Regions from separate parts of the Mus musculus genome. Here all the other regions are linked to region 2. Evidence: chromatin contacts called from public Hi-C, Micro-C and promoter capture Hi-C data. All regions are on one chromosome and are shown on one strand. Each heading gives the region's core, a stretch centred on a gene start, on an enhancer-like site or on the middle of the called end of the contact. The rest is flanking DNA. Distances are from core to core; before and after follow the strand shown. Region 1 holds the start of Ltn1 (listerin E3 ubiquitin protein ligase 1). Region 2 holds the start of Adamts5 (a disintegrin-like and metallopeptidase (reprolysin type) with thrombospondin type 1 motif, 5 (aggrecanase-2)). Region 3 has its middle 35 kb from the start of Gm38477. Region 4 holds the start of Usp16 (ubiquitin specific peptidase 16).

Evidence for each region. Promoter capture Hi-C pulls out the DNA fragments that hold promoters and counts their contacts. Hi-C and Micro-C count contacts between places; a contact is called where the count stands out from the background.
Region 1: a contact with region 2 is called in a promoter capture Hi-C map of embryonic stem cells, with 3 times the contacts expected there. The contact joins the promoter of Ltn1 here to the promoter of Adamts5 in region 2. A contact is called at or near these places in 3 of 39 promoter capture datasets (cranial neural crest, embryonic stem cells and hippocampal neurons) and 1 of 115 datasets of contacts at active chromatin or transcription factors (astrocytes).
Region 3: a Hi-C map of uterus shows a contact between it and region 2, with 2.7 times the contacts expected there. The contact joins the enhancer-like site here to the promoter of Adamts5 in region 2. A contact is called at or near these places in 2 of 484 Hi-C or Micro-C datasets (bone marrow-derived macrophages and uterus), 1 of 115 datasets of contacts at active chromatin or transcription factors (fibro-adipogenic progenitors) and 2 of 9 other capture datasets (adipose tissue and embryonic stem cells).
Region 4: a Micro-C map of embryonic stem cells shows a contact between it and region 2, with 5 times the contacts expected there. The contact joins the promoter of Usp16 here to the promoter of Adamts5 in region 2. A contact is called at or near these places in 1 of 39 promoter capture datasets (hippocampal neurons) and 1 of 484 Hi-C or Micro-C datasets (embryonic stem cells).

The regions. Positions count from the first base shown.
Region 1 is chr16:87,429,668-87,434,917 of GRCm38.p6, forward strand. It overlaps Ltn1 (listerin E3 ubiquitin protein ligase 1), which reads right to left and starts at 2,939. Exons shown (of 30, transcript NM_001081068.1): 1 at 2,759-2,939. The coding sequence starts at 2,800. It overlaps Rwdd2b (RWD domain containing 2B), which reads right to left. Exons shown (of 5, transcript NM_016924.2): 5 at 3,664-4,959. The coding sequence ends at 4,725.
Region 2 is chr16:85,899,202-85,904,858 of GRCm38.p6, forward strand. It overlaps Adamts5 (a disintegrin-like and metallopeptidase (reprolysin type) with thrombospondin type 1 motif, 5 (aggrecanase-2)), which reads right to left and starts at 1,924. Exons shown (of 8, transcript NM_011782.2): 1 at 1-1,924. The coding sequence starts at 1,066. It overlaps Gm46558 (a long non-coding RNA gene), which reads left to right and starts at 599. Exons shown (of 3, transcript XR_001781962.2): 1 at 599-796; 2 at 1,630-5,657.
Region 3 is chr16:87,081,895-87,087,434 of GRCm38.p6, forward strand. No RefSeq gene overlaps it. Among named protein-coding and RNA genes, the nearest start is that of Gm38477, 35 kb to the left of the region's middle. Within about 2 kb of position 1,862, at least 8 of the 459 cell types and tissues checked have an H3K27ac peak or open chromatin away from gene starts, as enhancers often do. A contact at or near this core is called in uterus, where this site is marked.
Region 4 is chr16:87,451,755-87,457,198 of GRCm38.p6, forward strand. It overlaps Usp16 (ubiquitin specific peptidase 16), which reads left to right and starts at 3,231. Exons shown (of 18, transcript NM_024258.2): 1 at 3,231-3,348.

The sequences.
Region 1 (5,250 bases), core at 1,689-4,188, 1.5 Mb after region 2:
TCTCAATGCCTGACAAACTTCTATCCTTCAAGACAGTAGTGTTTGCAATGCGCTTCTCCCTCAGACCAATCAGCACTCTCTTCTGTTCTTTCAGTCTTTCCACTCATACATTCATACCTATTTCCTAATTGTTTCATACGCCATAATATTTTCTTAGAAATCTGTGCCTATCATTAAACAGATACTTCAAGAATAGCAAGCAGAAGCTAGCTGTGTGGTGGTACAAAACTGTAATCCCACAATCCCAGCACTGGGAGGGTTGGTGTGAGAATCAGGATGTCAGAGTCAGGCTCAGCTACATAATTAGATCAAGTCCAGCCTGAATGATACATATGAGACCCAGTTTCAAAACAAAGGAAAGAGCAGTTAGCCATGTTAGTGGTACAGCCCTGTAACCTCAGCACTAAGGAGCCTGGAACAAGAAGATCACAAGTGTGAGGCCAGCCTAGGCTACACAAGAAGTCGCAGACCAGGCTATCCCACATTGTAAAATCCCATCTCAAAACAAAAAGTCAAAACAACAAAAAAGACATGTATCTACTAAAATCTACAAATATATATGGCTCCCAGCACTATTTTCTATTGAACAAATGCTACTTTTAAGTTCAAGTCCAGGCCCAGCAAGATGGTTCCGAGGATAAATCGCTTGCTATGCAAGCTGTCAGACAATCTGGACTTCCATCCCGGAAACCCACAAAAAGGGAAAGGAGAATGGACTCCTGAAAGGCGTCCTCTCAGCGCGCCCCCTATGACGTAACATTTTAAAAACTAAACTTCAAGCCCCAACTCTGAAGCTTCCAGGCTACACAAATTTAAGCAAGTAAACTTCTCTAAACTTCAGTTAGATCACCCTTCAAATGAGGTAAGAGCAATCATTTCACTCTTTGTCATTTGCGATACCAACAGTAACTCTGAAGTACTGCAGGAAGAATTTAATCCCAGCAGGGTGTGAAAATCTTTAGGGGTAAGTATGTCTAACCACAGACTGCAACACCACATATTTCTTATTATCCAATGGAAAAAGATAACTTTACAATGCTCAACACTAAGCAAATGCCACTGAGAAAGGAAAAAATAAAACAAAAACAAAACAAAACAAAAAAGAATAATAAAGGGGGGGAAGGCACCCTGGTCTACAGAGCTGGCTAGTTCCAGAACAGAGAAACACTGTCTTAAAGGGGAAAAAAAAGTATTGTACACTTCTGGAATGATATACTGAAAATGTTATCATACAAAGCATGGTCAAAAATGGCTTAGCTGGAATCAATAGAAGGAAACAATTAGATGAGACTAAACAAAGCCAACCAATGGCCAACTCTTCCTGGTCATTATGACATAAAAAACACGCTCATTTAGGATGTATGAAATGGAAAACTGTCTAAATCAAAAGACTTCAAAGTATAAGTTGTTTTTATGTGTCTTTTAATGTATTCCCTGCCAAAGGGAACAAGTGATACTTGACTGAGTCATAAATGCTTTGAAAATGTTATTATCTAAAAACAACTTTAAGTCAGTCCTGGTGGTGCATGCCTTTAATCCCAGCACTGTAGAGACAGAGGCAGGCACATCTGTGAACGACTTCCAGGACAGGTGAGCTACAAAGAGAAACTGCCTTGATAAACCAAAATCAAAATAAAATAAAAACAGAATTAAATCTATAAAAGTTAGTAGAAATACAAATTGTAAGTCTACATGTTATATTTGTGTACTCCACCATGGTTAAAGTTTCACATGTTATATGAAGAATGACACTGTTTTTAGAATACATAAGGTAGAGAACTTGGGTGTTAAATACTGAGATCAACTCTCCTAAGGGTCAGCAAAATTTATAAATTAAGAGATGAGGGACTGGAAGGATGGCTCAGTGGTTAAGAGCACTGACTGTTCTTCCAAAGGTCCAGAGTTCAAATCTCAGCAACCACATGATGGCTCACAACCATCTGTAACAAAATTTAACTCCCTCTTCCGGGGTGTCTGAAGACAGCTACAGTGTACTCACATATAATAAATAAATAAATCTAAAAAAAAAATGGTGGAACAGGTCTATAAAAGCGAACTGTGTGTGTGTGTGTGTGTGTGTGTGTGTGTGTGTATGTGTGTGTGATCCATCAGGATAAAGGCTGCAGAGAAACACCTGCCTTTAAGATACTTTCAAAGCGCCAGGTGGTGGTGGCACACGCTTTTAATCCCAGCACTTGGGAGGCAGAGGCAGGAGAATTTCTGAGTTCCAGGCCAGCCTGGTCTACAGAATGAGTTCCAGGACAGCCAGGGCTATACAGGATGCATTAAGGTATCTAGAGCCACCTAACATATGGCCATCCGAAGCCTGCCAGGCCAGCCAAGTTCGTGGCAAGTTCAGGGTGGCCAGAGTGAAGCAGGAAAAGCGAGGTAAGCTTGAGACCAGAGACCCAACGGGTGACACCGACCTGACACCGGGCATACCACCGACGGGCTCGGGCCTTGGCAAGGAGGGACTGAGCGAGTGAAGCCCACGCTTGCTTCTTCCCTCCCACAGCTCCTACACAAGCTCGGCCACCCACGAGGGCCGCCCGGGTGCTCACTGTCACCGTTTCCCGATGACACCTCCCTCCCTGGGCGCGCTCCGTTTCCCAGATCCGGCGTGAAACGTCGTTTGGGTCCCAACTCCTCGACTTGTCCACCCGCGGGGACGCACACACCGGGAGGTCACACTCTTCCCTCACGGCCCTCTGGACACCCGGGCCGCAGGCCGCGGGGCTACCATCACCACAGGACTCACCCTGAGGTTCCCCTTAGTCCGCTGCTTGTTCTTCCCGCCCATGGTGGCGGTGGCAGCCCGGCTCTCAGTCTGCAGAGCCGAAGTTGACACGGGCGGGCCACAACTTCCGGTCCCTCGCGCCGGAAGGGGATTCACTGTAGCCACTTCCCCCTCGCCCTCCCAGCCTTTCGGCTTCCTACTTCCGCTCCCGCCTCCCTGTCAGGACTCTGACCATCCGCTGCCTGAAACGTAACAAAGAAGGCCACGCCTGCCTGAGTGGCGTCACTGCTGACCAATAAGAAACCAGCGTTGAGCCCGTGGCGCCAAACCTGTCCGAGATATTTGTAGTGGAGAGATTTCCTTCCTAGTGTGTAGGAATTTGCTCTTCCAGAGGTCCTGAGTTCGATTCCCAGCAACCACATGGTAGCTCACAACCATCTGCAATGGGATCTGACGCCCTTTTCTGGTGTGTCTGAAGAAAGCTACAGTGTACTCATATAAATAAAATAAATCTTTAAAAATAAAATGAAATAATAAAAGCAGAGGAGTTGGGGCGACTAACTTGGTAGAGTGCTTTCCTGGCATTCCTGAAGGCTGAGTTTGATTCCCTACATTGAGCAAACCAGGTCTGCTGGCACACCCTCCCAATACCAGCACTGAAGACACAGAGAAGAGGAGAATCACAAATTTAAGGTCAGCTTTGCACACTTAAAGTTCAAGGGCAGCCTGGGATATATGAAAATCTATCTCGAAATAGGAAATAAAAAGAAAAAAGAATCATCAGGTCACATAGGCATGAGACACTGTCTTAAAGAAACAACAAGAAACCATTTGAGCTCTACTCATGCCCCAGTCTTCAGCGATGCAAGGCCAGATAGGGGCCAAATCTAAACACATGCAATTTGAAATGAACCACAAACACCAATGAGGAAGGCTTTATACTGTTTGTACTTTAAAAGACAGGGTAGTTTCAAACTTCTGACTACTGATAACAAGCACAGATTGTTTAAAATTTCATTTTATTTCAAAGGTCTGGAGACAGGCTGGGATTAACATTGGGTCCGCATGTGGCAAGGTGTCTTGTACAATGACATCTCTGAGATAGCTTGGCCCTTTCTCTTGCCATCACTTCAGGGGCCATGGCAGAAAGAGAAGAGAGGCAAATTCATCCCCAGAAATCCTGCACTGTAACCTACAGCCCAATGCAGCTGCAAGAGAGGCCAGGAGGGTGAACAGGCAGCTTTTCCAGGTTCCTAGTGAAGGCAGAAGAGTGTGGGAAATCCCTAGCAAGTCGAACCATCAAAATTACCTTCACATATAATTTGTCTTTCAAGTTTCATGAGACAGAGCCTCGTGTAGCCCAGCTGGCCTTCAACTTCCCATCCTCCTGCCTCTACTTCCCAAGTGCTGGGATTATAAGCATGTGCCTTCAGATCCAGCTCACGTCAAGAAATTTCCACCAAGCTGTAGAGATGGCTCAGAGGTTAAAAGGGTGCACTGCTCTTGCAGAGGACCCAAGTTTGGCTCCCAGCACCCACACCGGGTACCTCACAACCTCCTGTAACTCCAGCTCCAGGGGATCTGATACCCCAAATATATTTACATGTTTATGTTCATGCATGCACCCTTGGAGGACAGAGTACATCAAATGCCCTGAAGTAAAGACATATAGGTAGTTATGAGCTCCCTGCCAGGGGTGCTGGGAACTGAACTTAGGTCCTTGGCACTAGCAGCATATGCTCTTAACTTCTGAGTCATTTCTCCACCCTTCTCACTTAGTAATTTAAAGCTTACAAGTCGAAACCCAGTTTTTCTCTCAGGCATGGCAAGTTTTAACTGATACATTTCAGCCATATTAATTTTCTTCTTGTGACCCCAACCCTAGTACATCCTAGAATGGAGCTGAAATTGAATTTCAAGGAAAAACAGGAAGAAATGATCAACAGAGGAACAGTGAGCCAACAGGTCTGACTTCCCCTCTGCTCAGTCACTGTCCTTCTACACCAAAGAACATCTGGAAAACATCCCCACATCCCCTGGCATTTAAGAACTGATACAGCTGGCCAAAGTCCATGTGGTTTCCTCTGGCTCCGTGGACACTGAAGGCCTTTTCTTCAAGAATGGGAAATTTCCGCTGTCCTTCCATTCCGCCGGCTGTACCGTCAAGAGGAATGTCTTCTCGATGACGAATTAAAATCCTCTTCCAGTTTAGTTTTCTGAGTCTGAAACATAGTTTTTCAGAGTAGAAAATTTCAAAACATATTTTGTACAGAAGTGAGCTAGAATCTGTAAGACAGACTTATCAGAGTTGGTAGTGAGGGCACACGCATTAACCCCAGGACATGGGAGGCAGAATTCAGATCTCTGTGAATTGGAGACCAGCCTGGTCTGCATAAAGTGTTCTACACCGGCCAAGGCTATATAGTGATATCCTGTCTCAAAAACCAAACAACAAAGGATTACTTGCCAGTGTGTGTTCCTGTAAGCACGGAGATACTCTCACAGGGGCTTAC
Region 2 (5,657 bases), core at 674-3,173:
CGTGATCATCCCCTAGCTGGTTATGTTGGTGCTGCCATTTGCAAAAGTTCTTGAGGGTCGTGGCCGCATTCTTGCTCACCTCCAGACTCGTGTCCTTGTCCGTCAGCACCACCACCTTCACCACCGCCAGGCGGATGTGGTTCTCAATGCTTGCATGACTGTACAGCCTGTTGGCGATGGAGGCCAGGGTCAGCAGGTAATGCTGCAGGCCCCGCCCATACATCCTGGCCATGGACGAGTCAGCCACCAAGAGGAGCTCCACCTGGCGGGCCCTGGAGATGGAACGGCGCCTACGCCTCCACCAAGTCTGAGGTCCCGCGTTCCCAGATGGCGAGAAAGCTGAGTGGTCCAGCAGCTGCGGGGCCAGCGCTGAGCGTCTCCTAGATCTACTGTGCACCGAGGGGCTCTCTTGGGGCCCAGATGGGGATGCAGGAGTCTCGCAACTGGCGCGTGGCGGCAGGGCCTCGAAGCTAAAGCCCTCGCGGTTGTAGACATGCAGGATGCGGGAAGATCCATCCCCATAAATTCGTTCATACTCTGCCCAGGACCCACGCAGGAGTGGCTTTAGAGTGTAGCGCGCATGCTTGACTGCAAAGAAGCCATCGAGACCCCCGCAGAGGTCAAAGACAGCTAGGGATCGAGGGCTGCCGTCCACGGTGCCTCTGTAGAAACAGTGACCCCGGTGGCCAGAGGATGCGCTCAGCCCTCCTCCTGCAGTAACGATGCTACCAGCAGCACCCACTGTGTCATCTCTCTCCAGGTCCAGCAGGAACCTCCGGCCGCCCGCGTAGACAAGGTAGCCCACTTTGCCACCGCCAGAGTAGAGTTGGTCTATATTCTGGACCAGCCCGCCGCTCCTGCGCTGCCCGGCCAAGGGTTGTAAATGGCCTCGCTCCCGTGTTTCCTCCCCCTGCGGCTGGTCCGGCTCGGCGGCCGCTGCTGCAGCCTGAGGCTGCCTGGTTTTATCCTGGGCAGGTGCCGCGGCGGGGCTGTCAGCGGCCAGGGACAGGCAGGACGCGCTCAGCAGCAGCAGTAGCAGCAACAAGGGCGCCCACTCGAGCCGCATAGTGCGCTGCCCGCCGGGAGGGGCTGCGCGACTGAGTCTAGCTGGATGCTTGCTATTTGCTATAGAAGTTTCAGGGGCGGGGGTGGGGGGCTCGCCCTCCCACCCACCCACCCACAGCCGCACACTCTACACACTGGCGTGCAAGGTTGAGTCAAGTGTCCAGGAAAGGGTAGGGGGAATCCGCAGCAGAGAGCCAGCCTGGCCTGGCACCGGTGCCACTGTGAGAACTTTTTCTTTGTTGGTTTGGAAAATGTTTGGAATGGAGGTCCAAGAGACGGAGGAAGAAAAATTTTAAATAAAATAAAAGAAAAAAAATTAAATAAAGGGTGGTGTTGGTGGGAGTAAAAGCCAAGAGGTGGAGAGCAACCAAATACAAAAAAGGAGAGAGGCCCAACGCAGACAAGATCTTTGCACAAACAGATCAAAACAAACGAGCTAAGAGAGTAAGAAGGGCGACCGCGCTGGCCCGCAACTGGTGCGCGTCCGCTCCCGCCCCCTCGAAGCCCGGGGCTGGCGGGCTGCAAAGCTTCCAAGCTCCGACCCACTTCCTTTCTTATTCTCAGGGCTTCCTCGGCTCCGCTGGAACCCGAAGGCAGGGAGAAATGAGACGGGAGAAAAGAAAAGGAAAGAAAGCAAGCAAAGGAAACACCTAAAAATGTTTAAAATCAAAAGCTAGGAGGCGGCCTGCGGAGAGCCAGCGAGGCGGCGCGTCCCGGTCCCTTCCGTTGCCGCGTCCTCCCGCCCGGGATCATCCCCAGTCGGCTGCTACGGGCGCGGAGAGCGGCTCAGGCGCTGTGAAGATGCGAGGAGGTGGGACAATGAATTTATAGCGGCGTGCCATCCTGCAATGGCAATTTCAACAATTCGTCACTGCACGCTGCCTCTTAAAGGGAGAGCTTCCCCCACCACTCCCACCCTTCCCGGTCCGCGCCTAATCTGATGGGGGAGGGAGCAGCGAGAGGAGGAGGGTGATCGAGGAAAGGCAGACCGGGAAGGAGGAAGGGGCCAGAACCTAGCAAGGTGGAAGGAGGGACAAAGGAGGGAGTAAGGGTGAGAAAGAGATTGAGAGAGAAAAAGTATTTGGGCAGAAAACAAGAAAATTCTCTTGGCCTCATTTAAAGCCACAGCAACTCCGGTTCTGTGTGGTATTTCACAACCAATCGGGGTTGGCTAACCTCGGCTTACCTCATCTCCTGAAGGGGTGTTTTGGTGTGTTTTTAAAGTCTCTCTCTGCCTCCTTCCCCTTGCTGTTCTTGAGCGGGATATGAAGTTCTTGCTTCATTTTGCCGGCCAGTGCGCTCTGGCCTTGTAGACCTGGTAACTTCACTGGTCAGGGCAGCCGCCTGTGCAACCCCAAGTCCCTCTCTCTTTTCCCTGGTTCTCTCCAGTCGGTCCCGGTAGCTGATTTCCAGCCTCCTCATCTCCTAGCTTGTTCACGTTCCAACACTTGCTGACTTCGGGCTAGGGGTGACTAACTTCTCCCGGCCATCAGCTGAGCAGCCAGGCAGCCACCGGTGCTTCCTGGCGCGTCTCTGGGCATGCAGCACTGCGGTGACCCCAACAGGGCCGGCTGCGGCCTGGGAAGTCCTTGGCTTTGTGTATAAATGGCGGTACTCCCAGCTTTTTTTCCAGGGCATAGTTGGTCAGTGCCCACAATCTGTCACTTATCCCAGCCACTGGAACTCTGAGCTGTAGGATGTCAGGGTGGGAAAGAGTTAACTCTTGAAGGGGAATCTGCACCCCCACCCCAGACTTTTACATTTGTGCTCACACTTTCTGGCAAACACTCCTTTGTTTGTTTACTTGCTACTCTTCTTATAAGTCAGCCACTCACTGTCAGCCCTCTCATTTTCAAAGCTCATATCCCAGGGAAGAATACTTGAGGGGAGGTGATTGGTGGTTATTAGTAGGCAGGTGGCATGGCCCCTGCTACTCAGTTCCTCCATCCTTTGTTTCCTCTAATTATCAATTCTAAGAAGGTGAAAGGAAACCCTAGTGACTTTCTCACAGCAAGTTGACCTGTGCCAGGGTCCAGTACTGGTCTCTGCACACACCCCGGGATAATTTACACATCTCCATCCCTTTTAACTCCACTCCTTCAGAGGAGAGCAGGCACACTTACATAGCTTTTTCAGATGATACATTCTCACGGAAGGTACCACGAGGGCCAAGACTGGAGAAGGCCAAACAACAGTTAAAGTAAAAGAGGGCATGGATTTGAGAGAGAACAAGGTGTGTGTGGGGTGGACGGGTGGAGGAGTCCGAGAGAGCCTGAATGGATCCTGAAATATATCGGGACATAGAAGGAGGATGCTGCTGAAAGCACTTGTGTTTCGATTCTCAAGATGCTCAGGTAGGTTTCCAGTAGTTAATATTACAAGGCAATGGGCAGGTAGTAAAGGCAGAGAATGGAGGCACCAGCAATCTTCTCTGTCTCCCAGCAACCTTCAGCTTTGTGATGACCCAAGTCACTCCAGGGAAGATTACCTGGTACCTATTTGTGTAGTAGTGGTCAGAGTAAGAATGGCCCCAATAAGGTCATATGAGGTCTCCAGTTGGCGGGAAAGTTTAGGAAGAATTCGGAGGCGCGGCTTTTTTAGAGGAGGTGCATCACTCAGGGGAATCAAGATGTGAGCTCTCAACTGGTCCTGCCATCATGGACTCAAACCCTCTGAAACTGTAAGCTCAAAAGACATTTTTAATTTTTATTATTTTATTTTGTCCTAATCATGTTATTTTTTGCCACAGCAATTGCTAAATAACCAAGATAAAACTTTATTTCTTTTATAGCACCTCCAGGAGGAAAAAAAATGCACAGTATTTCAGTGTTTGGGATCAAAGGCTCCAAAACAAACTATATTTGAAACACGAAACTTACTCATCTGTGTCTCAAAGGATCTTTTACAAAACAAGTATTTCAGGTGACCCTGGGGTAAGGCTATTAACTGCAATTCTTTTCATTTCTGATCAGGTTCCTTATGAAGAAGGTTAAAGGATTCCCCAATGACTTTGTCCTCCCTGACACCTTTTTTATCTCTGAAAAATAAAATGTTGCTTTCCAAAAGGGACTCAATCTAAATCTCATGCCTTCATGTCTGATAAATGAGTGACATTAGAATTCAGACCAAATAACCAAATGTTTGGAAATATGTTAAGGGCAGATTTGTTTCAAAATGTGAGCATAAAATAGTAAGTATTTATTGGAAGTACTTGTCACAGGGATGGAGCAGATAGAGCTTGAGATACAATGAGTAAATTTTTATTGAAGGAGGGTTTTTTTGTTTGTTTGTTTGTTTGTTTGTTTGCTTTTTTGTGGTTTTTTTTGTGTGTGTGTTTTTGTTATTTGTTTATTTGTTTGTTTGTTTTCCTGGCTATGTATTCAGTTTTCATGGAAGGTTCTTGTAACATTGTAGAAAGTTTGTTACTGATTGAAACAAAGACACTGCACCAGTGAATCAGTGCAATCTGAGATGTTCTGTAGCAGAAATGTTTCCATATTAATTTACAGTCATATTGAAGTAGGTGAAAATAACAGTCTTTATCTTTGAAATAGGAAGAAAAACTACGTTGTCTACCATGTTTAGCTGGAGCCATTGATTACCTTTTTGCTTTAACAGCTATTTTTGTACATAGGTAATAAGAATTATTTTTAATACATTTATTGGATACATGATCCACAATCAGTTTATAAACTTTACATTTCCTCAAATAAAGATTTTCTACTGTAGAATGCTACAAGTTCAAAGTTACCATGGGGATTTATTGTGAATTAGTTCTAATGATTTGATTTAATCAGGAATCTGTGTTTCCAAACATTGAAGGTCCTTGTCCCCAGTTGGTTTTTGATCAATCAATAAAGATGCCAGCAGCTAATGGCTGGGCAAAGGGAGATGGGGTGGGACTTTTAGACTTGCTTGGCTAAGACACAAAGAGGAACAGAGAATTGCCATTACTGGGGGGCGGGGGGAGCAGGATGTGACGCAGGAGCTGCAGAAGAGAGAGCCAACCAGCCATGTGAGAATTCAGGTGGGTGGTCACTCAACACTTCCCCTATAGGTCTGGGGTAGCAGGGGAAGGTTTAGGAATGTCCAGCCTTTGAGGTAGCCAAGGCATTTAAAAATTAACTTGTGTGTGTGTGTGTGTGTGTGTGTGTCTTTCATCCACAAATCCAGATAGGTGTTAGTGCGATGTGCCATGAGCCAAAGCTGTATAGCTCAGACTTACTGCTTCAGGAATTGTGTGAGGCATCCACCATCTAGTGGTCTGTCACAAGCTGATGCTTCCATCCAAGGCAACTACTAGTGACACACTCTCCCCAAACGAAAATCTCCTAACTCTTAATTATATCCAATTTACAACACCTCTTAAAACCTATGCAGCTTATGAAAATACATATCAAGGTGTGAAAGGCTTTGTGAGACTCTCTGGGGACCTGTGAAGGTGGATAAGTCACGACTGATGTTTGTAAAGAATTCACAGTTCAGAAATGAAGCCAAAAAGATCAATAGGTACTTGGGACTCCAACCTGGAAAATACAGATACAGAAGGGAAGAAAGAGAACAGTACCTACCTATGGGTGCTCTGTGCTCTG
Region 3 (5,540 bases), core at 612-3,111, 1.2 Mb after region 2:
CTTTTTTTTTTTAGATATTTTCTTTATTTACATTTCAAATGTTATCCCGAAAGTTCCCTATACCATCCCCCCCACCCTGCTCCCCTACCCACCCACTCCCACTTCTTGGCCCTGGCATTCACCTGTACTGGGGCATATAAAGTTTGTAAGACCAAAGGGCCTCTCTCCCCAATGATGGCCAACTAGGCCATCTTCTGCTACATATGCAGCTAGAGACATGAGCTCTAGGGGTACTGGTTAGTTCATATTGTTGTTCCACCTATAGGGTTGCAGACCCCTTTTCTTGGGTACTTTCTCTAGCTCCTCTATTGAGAGCCCTGTGTTCTATCCTATAGATGACTCTGAGCATCCACTTCTGTATTTGCCAGGCATCGGCATAGCCTCACTTGAGATAGCTATATCAGGGTCATTTCAGCAAAATCTTGCTGGCATATGCAATAGTGTCTGGGTTTGGTGGCTGATTATGGGATGGATCCCCGGGTGGAGTAGTCTATGTATGGTCCATCCTTTCATCTTAGCTCCAAACTTTGTCTCTGTAACTCCTTCCATTCCATAGAGAACATGGGAACAACAATCAAACTTTCCAGAACTCCTTCTATTGTCTTAGACACTGACTCTTACATTTTGTTCTGTGATTCTTCCCAGTGCATTCTTTGATCCATTACCTAGAGGTTAATTTTCAGAATCTCCTTGCTCTTGAAAATTAGGAAACCCTGCCCCAGTGAGAAGCAGAGCAGCCCTGATAATTAAAAACACTGCTGCGTGCAACCATAAGGAGAGGACATGATGAGTCAAACTCTTGTCTCTGGGCACCAAAACAAGCCATGGTCAGAGGGTTCTGACCTCTCACCCTGCTTGATATGCTCCCTTTCATGACAGACCTATCGTGGGACCTTACTCCTCAGGGTGGACCCTTTTTACCACCAGGTTCTCCTCTTCTAAGTTCCTCAGCAACCAGGGTTGCCAGGTACCATTTAGGTCACTGGGACTTATTTGAATTTCCGTTAAGCAAAGTAGACTTATTAAAGTTAATTAATAATCCTAAATGAAAACATAAGAGTTATAACGTGTTCCAAATATTCCATGGAATAAATTTATACTAAAAAGAAAAAAAGAAAGAGAGGCAGATAGATAGATAGATAGATAGATAGATAGATAGATAGATAGATAGATAGATAGAGAGCATACTTATTGCCTATCTGAAATACAAAGGTAACAGGGCACCCTGTACTCTTGTTTGCTGTATCTGGGAATTTGGCCTACATACCTTCTAAATCCTAGTTCATTAAGGTTTCCTGAATCACCTTTTTTCTGTCCATCTCTAGATGAAAGATTCTTGGAGAAGATGTTTTATTTATATGCCATATCAGTAGCTCCCTAATTACCTCAAAAACTGTAATCACAATACCCTTCACCATCTGTTAAAAGCAAGAAACATTTCAAGCACAATATCATATCTTACACATTTAATTCCTCTTCTTGCTTTTAGGATAACCCTAAACTCCTAAACTTGGCAGTCATTGCTGCCAATTTATCTCCCCTGCTTCTCTCTAAGCAGTCAGTATCTTTCACACTCCTTACGCTCTTCCATTATAAGGAAGACTTTTGTTCAGTCAAAAGTCTAAACTCCGACCTTTGGTTCTAATATACACACATAAATTCTCTTTCAGCTGATCACATAAATCTCCCTAATCCTTCTGCTATGCCTTGGTCTGTTCACTATCAGATATATTCCTACTTTGCTCTGCCTCAGCTCTCCACACCACCACTCTGCTTGTGGGGATGACTTCATCACCTGGCAATTGACCCTGAACAGAAGAGATTGGCAGTCCTTGTTAGTCACACATGTTTATAGCCTGGGAGATGGACATTGCAGGCCACAGGGGTCACAGAGGAGCTACCTTCACACTCAAGAGCACAGTGACCCACCAGGGGCTGTGGAAGGCAGACATTACAGTGTAAGCAGATAAGACAGCATCAAGTTCCAGAGGAAGAGCGTAGATAACTTGTTTAAGTTGTGATCTGCCGGGGTTCTGAACTCCTTACTCAGTTGTAAGCAGACACTGCTCTTAATCTCCTTGATAAGAAAACCTTTAGGCTGAGGGCGCTTGTGGAGAACAGTAAAGAACGTGCATTTGTTACTTTCCTTGTTGCTGTGGCCAAATACTAAACAAAAAGTAGCTGAAGGGAAGGCTGTGCTCTAGATCCCGATTTGAGGTTACACAGCACCATGGTAGAGAAGCGTGGGTGCGAGAGAGGCTTTTGACTGTGGTACCAAATGTTGGCAGCTGCATGCTCCAATTTAGTGATGTCAGGAAGCAGAATGCTGGAGCACAGCTTCCCTTCTTTATCCATCCAGGACCCCACCCTCTGGGATGGTGCTGCCTGTATTCAGGGTAAGTCTTCCTCTCCCTTTGACTAACTCTCCAGACATTCTCTCATAGATATGCCCAATTATATACACTCTAGATGCTTCTGAATTTAACCAATTTGAAACTGAAGATTAATCATTACAGGACAGAAATTGTATTTGACTACTCCCACAGTCAATGCAGCTTAGGTCTGGACATGACATCACTCCTAACAGAGGTGTAAAAATGTTTAACTGTTTATGCCTCCTTCTTGGATAGCATCCAGAAGATGTCAGATGCACTTGTCCCTAAATGCAGGATTATAGTGAATCATTGTCCAAGATTCTGCTCAGTGAATTCGTTGCCTTCATGGGCTCTGGTTCCACTGAACTATGACTCTTGATCATGCTTTCAGTAACTGGGATAGGGATACCTTAAATTCAGTAGGTGATAAGATCAAGCAATAGAAAGTCAACAGTCACGTGAATGATTCTTACCCATATCAACATAATGCATTTTGTTGGTATTAGTCTTGATTCCCTAATTATAAGTAACTCTGGTTATACATCGTTGTATGGCACCGAATTGTGACAGTATATTATCCAATTCTGTGTTATTTCATAACATTCATTTGGGGAATCTGGTAATCTGGTTATAACAAATGGTTATATAAATATATGAATATGTATATATGTTTAAAGTACATAGGAATTATATATTCTTGTGGTTTCTTTTGACTATGTTTGAACATCTCATGCTTTCCTCATCACTGTGTGTACATAATAGTGACTGTCAGTTTCACAGGATCTAGAATCAACAGGAAGAAAAGCTCTTGGAATAGCCTGGGAGAGAGTGTCCAGACTAGATTGCTTCAGATGAGAAGACCCACCTTCAACAGACAGTTCCATTCCTTGGGCTGAGTCCTGAACTTTAAACTGGGTGGCAGGAAAAGCACACCCATCCTGAGTTGCTTTTCAAAGGTATTTTGTCACAACAATGAGAAAAGTTAATAAAATGGTTTAATAACATTTTAACTCACGTATATGTCGCCATGAGTCTGGCGATTTTTTTTTCCTACAAATTATGCTCTAGTAAACTTGATTCAAAATAAACCACAATTTAAAGTAAGGCATTTCAGGACATACAATAAAAGTATATTTTCATAAGGTCATAAAGGCAGGCAGTATTGAATATCCCACCTTAGAATATACCTTTATTAATTCGCACATTTAAAATTATAAATTCTTAAGAAAGTTAAGTGAGTATTCTACAACATAAATGAATCTGAACAGAGAAGTTGCTTTTAGTAGAAAGTATACATTTTTGTTAGTCTGAGTTAACAGGAAGAACATTAGCCTGGGTCCAGTTCCCTGTTCAGTAATGCTGAAAAATGTTCCCATAGGGAATGCAAAGGCCTGGCTTCATTTTCCTCCACTTTCATGGCTTAGCTATTGACTCTGGTGAGTAACCTTTCTTCGAAAAGGCTTAATTCCCAAGCTCGCCTCACTTTGAAGGTAGCTTAAGTCATGCCTAAAACTTTAAAGTGTCAATTTGACTGACAAAGCATAAAAGAAACTAGGTGGTAGGTTTCCTTGTACAAACAAATGGTTGCTAGACCACTCTTAGGAATTTCTAAGAGATGGAGAAATCTGACAGTAGGCAAAAACAGATTTTCTTGCCAAAAGCAAACATCATCAATTTCTGGGTACACTGTATGCCTTGTCTTCTCCTCATGAGCCTGAGGGACACACCTGGGCAGGAAAGTTCCTCTGATAGAAGTCAGCCAGCCACTCTCCATGGGGGATGGGGGTGGAGAAGACCCTAGAACAGTACCCACTTGGCTTACGTTGGCCCATTCCCATCCCATCACCTCAGGGAAGGGAGCAGCTCTGTGCAGGACTCTGCCAGGTGAGGTGGTTCTGAGAAGGAATGTTACCCAGGGGAAGGGCTAGGTGGGCAGGGAAGAACTCTCCAGCAGGTTACTTGCCCAGTCTTGCTTAGCATCCCCACCCAGTTCAGCACAAATGACAGCATTCCCTGGCTCCTGGTACATCATCCTAACCATTCTTACCAAGTGTGTTGCCACAGCATACATCCCTAATGAGATATAGGCACCTGTAGCATGCACACGAGGGCTTTCCTTGTTCCTTGCAAAAACCAGTAAAAAGAAGATGTCACCAAAACCTTGCCATGAGGTTGGCCTTCTCCGAGAAACTTCCTTCCACCCAAAAAGGAACAATTGCAGCACATGAAACACTCAGTATCTTGGGAAATTTGTTGCTGTCATCTTCATTCTATTATGTCATGTTGTGCTCCTGTTGTGATTTCTGTATTTCTCAAAAATAAATTCAAAAGGAAATTTAAACACACACTCACACACACACACACACACACACACCTGCTCCTTTCCTTTCCATTCCTGCTCTGACCTTAAGCAGAACAATAACAAAAACGTATTATTAAACTTTTACCATAACCCTGTCCTTACATGAGCACTATCTCCCCCCTGGTATCCATGAGTCTCATGCGAACTTCAGAAGAGTAAACGTCTTGCCTGCTCATACAAAGAAAAGTCTTTCTATGAAGCAGATTCACTGTACCACGATTACCATAAGTGAGAAACTAATGAGACAAAACACACGTAGTATTAGTCACACGAAAGGAATTGTTATATATACATAAGCATCAAAGAACAAAAGAAGCCCGAGGTTCATTGGGAGAAGGCCCACGTGACTAAAGAAAGCTACTGACAGCTGAGTCTCAACTGAGCATACTCCTCTTAAACCATCTTTGGGGGACTCTGGAAAGCAATGGGTCATTGGGAGAAGCCCCACGTGACTAAAGTCTCTAGTTGCGTATGTAGCAGAGGATGAACTAGTCAGCCATCAATGGGAGGAAAAACCCTTGGTCTTGCGAAGAACATATGCCCCAGTACAGGGGAATGCCAGGGCCAAGAAACGGGAGTGGGTGGGTTGAGGAGCAGGGCAGGTATAGGGGGCTTTGGGAATAGCATTTAAAATGTAAATGAAGAAAATATCTAATAAGGAAAAAAAAAAGCTATTGACTACTGAGTCTCAACTGCGCACACTCCTCTTAAACCATCTTTGGGGCACTCTGGAAAGCAATAGACCTGAACTGCATGTCAAGTGCAATGTGAGTCTGATCTAACACACTGAAAGACTTTCTGCT
Region 4 (5,444 bases), core at 1,981-4,480, 1.6 Mb after region 2:
TCTTATCTCCTTGTACAAAGCTCAAGTCCAAGTGGATAAAGGACCTCCACATAAAACCAGACACACTGAAACTAATAGAAGAGAAAATGGGGACAAGTCTCAAACACATGGGCATGGGGGAAAATTTCCTTAACAGAACACCAATGGCTTATGCTTTAAGATCAACAATTGACAAACGGAACCTCATAAAATTGAAAAGCTTCTGTAAATCAAAGGACACTGTCAACAGGACAAAACGGCAAGCTACAGATTGGGAAAAGATATTTACCAACCCTATATCTGATAGAGGGTAATATCCAAAATATACAAAGAACTCTAGAAAGTAGACTCCAGAGAACCAAATAACCCTATTAAAAAGTGGAGTACAGAGCTAAATAGAGAATTCTCAACTGAGGAATCTCGAATGGCTGAGAAGTACTTAAAGAAATGTTCAATTTCCTTAGTCATCAGGGAAATGCAAATCAAAACAACTCTGAGATTCCCCTCACACCAATCAGAATGGCTAAGATCAAAATCTAAGGTGACAACAGATGTTGGTGAGGATATGGAGAAAGAGGAACATTCCTAAATTGCTTGTCAGACTACAGGCTGGTACAACCACTTCAGAAATCAGTTTGGTGGTTGCTGAGAAAATTGGAAATAGTTCTATCTAAGGATCTAGCTATACCACTCCTGAGCATACCCAAAAGATGCTCCACTATATAACAAGGACACATGCTTCACTATGTTCATAGCAGCCTTGTTTATAATAGCCAGAAGCTGGAAAGAACCCAGATGTCCCTCAACAGATAAATGGATACAGAAAATGTGGTATATTTACACAATGAATTACTGCACAGCGATTAAAAACAATGACTTCATGAAATTCTCAGGCAAATGGATGGAACTAGAAAATATCATCCTGAGTGAAGTAACCCAGTCACAAAGAACACACATGGCATGTACTCACTGATAAGCGGATGTTAGCCCAAAAGCTCACAATGCTCATGAGTCAGCCCCACTTAGACTTCTAAGCTCTAAGTGGAGCTTAGAAGGAAGGAAGACCAGGGTGTGGATACTTCAGTCCTGCATTGAGGGGGATGGGGACAGGAAATAGAGGGAGAGGGGAAACTGGGAGGGAAAGAGGAGGGGGAGGAAATAAGGGGGAACAGTGTCAGAAACTGGAGGAGATATAAGAGAGTTACAGAGGGTCAGGAAATCAAATAAAAATATGTAGCAGGGTGGATGGGGAACTGGGGATAGCCACTGGAGGGTCCCAGGCACCAGGGACCTCCCAGGACTCAATGGGAATGACTTTAGCCAAAATTCGTAGAGAAGGTGGAGATAGAACCTGTTGAGACCACCTCCAGTGGGTAAGCATGAACCCTGGTCCACGGATGGGGCCACCCACTCATCTCAAAAATTTTAATTCAGAAATGTTCCTGTCCAAAGGAAGAACAGGGACAAAAATGGAACAGAAACTGAAGGAAGGGCAAACCAGGGACTGCCCCACCTGGGGATCCATCATGTCCTCAGACACCAAACCCAACACTTGAGGTGGTCAAGAGGCTCTTGTTGACAGGAACCTAGTATGGTGGTTCCTTGGGAGATCCCGCCAGCAGCTGACAAATGCAGATGTGAATGCTTGGAGCCAACCATCACACGGAGCTGAGGGAACCTAGTGGTGGTAAGGGGCTGGCAGAAGGGCTGGAGCAGCAGGGGATTGCAAACATAGGCTGGCCTGACTACCCAGTTTTCCCAGAGTCTAGACCACCAACTAAGGAGAGTACCTGGAGGGATCCATGGCTCCAAACATATAGGTAGCAGAGGATGCCCTTGCCTGACAGCAATGGGAGGGGAAGCCCTTTGTCCCAGGGAGGTTTGAGCCCCAGCATACAAGGATGCCAGAGAGGTGGGGCTGGAGAGTGTGGGTGGGTGGGGGAGCACCCTCATATAGGCAGAGTGGAGTGGGGAGGGCACATGTGGGATGAGAAGTTGGTGGAGGGGTAACTGGGAACTGGGATATCATTTGAGATATAAACCAATAGAGTGATTAATTAAAAAAAATTATACTGGCCAATTTTCCAGTTTTATGCTACTATTTCAACATAGTTTTATCTGACAACTAGTAAGTTTGAATATTTCATTTGCAATCTTTTAGAAGGCCATATATCTAGAAATGAGCTCAAGCTGGACTATGGAAGGATTTCGGGTGGTTAGATAAAAAGCCAACATTCCTCGGGATCTTTGAGGTTTGAGGAACCTTGAGGGTTTGTTTTCTCCCCAAAAGGACTCATGTCCCTTGCCTCTGACAGAAGGGACATGATTCTCCATTAATATACACTCGCGGTTGCCTATGATAGGTCTAGATAAGTCTAGAACTGGCCTCTAGGCTCCCTCAGTCCCGGTTCACAAGTACACATCTCAAAGCCTTCACCCTAGCCCGCAGGACCTTCTCTCATCTGGGTCCTGATTCCCGTTCTCTTTGCCCCTTCCTTGCCCCCGACTCTTCTGGCTACTTTTTTTTTTTTTCAATCGTGCTATGTCCATCCACTCTTCTTTCCCACTCTCTTGCTTCCCTAGCCCTGGCCTTCCTCTCTCTGCACTGGACTCTTCCCGATGCCTTTGAGTAGTTTTTCTCTTATTCACAATAAAAACCTTCCCCCTAACTGAGCGGCAGTTTCAAGTGGTTTCTTTATGGCATCCCCTCGCACACACCATCAACTGTTCTTTTACCGTGTTGCTTACTTCTGCCTATTTTGCTACTAACACGCACAGGTAGTTTTCTGTGATTACTGTCTCCGCTGAGGTCCGCTTAACGGGTGCTACAAAAGACTCGGCACAGAGTGTGTAGTTACTGTTTCTCGTCAACCAACCGCAACTCAAATCTTCAGGACTTTACACTGTAACATTCCCCTTTAATTCCTGTCAGTTTGGACAAGGTCAGCAAGGTGAAGGCTGGGGTTGGAAGAAAGAACACTCACATTTATAAGCGAGTGGGACAGGATTAGGGGAAAGGAGAGACGTGTGTAATTACGTCGCTCTCTTGGCCATCCTGCAGAAATAACGTATTTAAGAGAGGTAGCCATGAAGGACTTTCCAAGCCAAGGGCCAGGACCCGTCATCCACTCCCTAGGAGGATTTAAATTACTCCACAGTTAACACTGCAGTGAACACGTGGCGGGCCTCCCACGCACCCACCCCAAGGGAGGCCGAGCCATTTCCCACAATGCCGCGTTCCGGAAGTTGCCTCTCCGGGAGGGTGGCTGGTTCCACCGCGTCGCTCTCTCTGCGTCACCTGGAGGAAGCGGAGCTGGCGGCCGGCTCCGGGCCCGTCGCGGGAGGCAGTTATGGGCGCCGTCGCCCCGGGTGAGTACCGGCCACCCCCGCCGCCGCCACACTCCCGCCCTGCCTCGGCCTCATCCTCATCTACTGCGGGTGCTGTCGGCTCCAGGGCCGGCCCGGTGGGCGCCGAGCAGTCGGTAGGGCCGGCGGGCGACGGGAAGGGTGGCTGGGCGGGCGGCTGGCGTGCGAGCTCCGGGGAGCGCCCGGTGACACCGTGTGCGTTGTAAGCGCGGCTGGCGCTGCCACCTCCGGGTGACAGCCTACGTCGAAACTGGAGAGCCACGTTGTAGAGAGACCTGCTGACAGGGGCTTTCCGACATTGCCTTGGTGGTGATGATGGCTTAGCGAAGGCAGAGGAGGACCGGGAGGGCAGAAAAGGAAAGCAGCCGGCTGGATAGGAGGCTGACAGCAGGAGTTGTGATTTCAGCCAAGGGAGGGAGCCGCGAGCGAGTAGTTGGACCAAGGTGGCAATTCTCGTCTGAAAACTCCCCTGGACGCTGCGGGACCGAGCATTACTGTTTTATAGACGCCGTTCCCACGGCGCAGCAGTGACCTTCACAGCTGTCAGAAGTTTACTGTAGCTCCTTCAGTAGCATCGACTGACACTTCAGTCATGGGTTTGGTTGCCCTAATTAAAAGTTTGTCTTTCAAGTTTCCCTCTGCTGTCTCAAGGGAAGCTGCAGTCCTTAAACCAGATCTTCTAGCTCTGTCTCCACAACTGAAGGCTTATGATTTAATTAATGTCCGCATGTCCGCCTTTTTCTTTTACACCTGAAGTTGTGCCTTCTCAGGTAATATTCTCTCTCATCTCATCTCATCTCATCTCTCTGTCCCTCTGTCCGTCCGTCCGTCCGTCCGTCCATCTGACCACCTCGCTGTAGCTGGCCTGGAGCTTTGTAACTGCCTACTTTTGCGGTGCTGGGATTAAAGGTGTGCGCCATTAGCGGAGGAAGTTTTTCTTGAGGACCTACTATGTACTCACAGTATGCTATAGGCAAGATAGAAATTCTGCCCAGAACCAGTTCTTTCTCCTAAGGCTTCGGATTTCAGAGGAGGGTGGGGGTAGGGTGGGAGGGGGAGGGGGAGAGGGAGGAAAGGAGAGAGAAATTGTTCAGATTATAGATTTGAAAAGCAGTTTACTGTGGTAGAGAAACAGATACAGGATAGTACATATCTTTTTCCTCTCTGTCCCTCTCTGTGTGTTTGCTTTGTTCTTCGAGACAAGGTCTTCTTGTACAGCTTTGGCTGTCTTGGAACTCGCTCCATAGACCAGGCTGGCCTTCAACGCGGCTAATGCAGGTTTTCTTAAATCTTCATTAAAACCTGGTGGTGATGTTGGCACACGCCTTTAATCCCAGCATTGTGGGAGGCAGAGGTAGTTGGATCTCTGGAGGGTTAGGTCAGCCGGGACTAGAGTGGTTTTGTTTTTAAATTTCTTTCTTTAGTGAGTATCTTCATTTAAAAGATGATCGTGAAAATCAAACATGATGGTTTTGGAACTGTCTCGTTAATTGTTTTTGTTGATGAGTTATGAGTCAGGATTGCTAGTACGTTGGGGCCAGGTTGAAGGGGACAAGTTCTAGAGTATAAACTTGGATGTTTTGGCTGTTTAATAGGTTCATTAGAGTGATATACAAATGACGCTATCTGAAGATGAATCTTGCACTAATGTGGCACAGTTTAGAGGAGGTTAGCTTGGAGAGAAGAAGTTGGATACTCTTTTTTTTTTTTCCCCCTAAAAGAGGACCATTTTATCCAGCCCTCTGTACTCTGTGCTCCTCTTTGTTCATTGCAAGGTCTTGGCTACCCCAGGCTGGCCGCAAGCTCAGTGTATAGTAGTTGAGGATGGCCTTGAGTTCTGGATTCCCTCCGCTGAAGCTTCTGAGCGTAGGGCTGTGGGGTCCGCTCTACCTGGCTCTGTGTGTGCTGAGGAGTGAGCCAGGGCTTTGTGCACAGCAGGCAAGCACTCTACATACTGAGCTATCTGAAGATGAATCTTGCACTAATGTGGCACAGTTTAGAGGAGGTTAGCTTGGAGAGAAGAAGATGGATACTCTTCCCCCCCCCCCAAAAGAGGACCATTTTATACAGCCCTCACCATTTTTTTTTTGTTTTTGTTT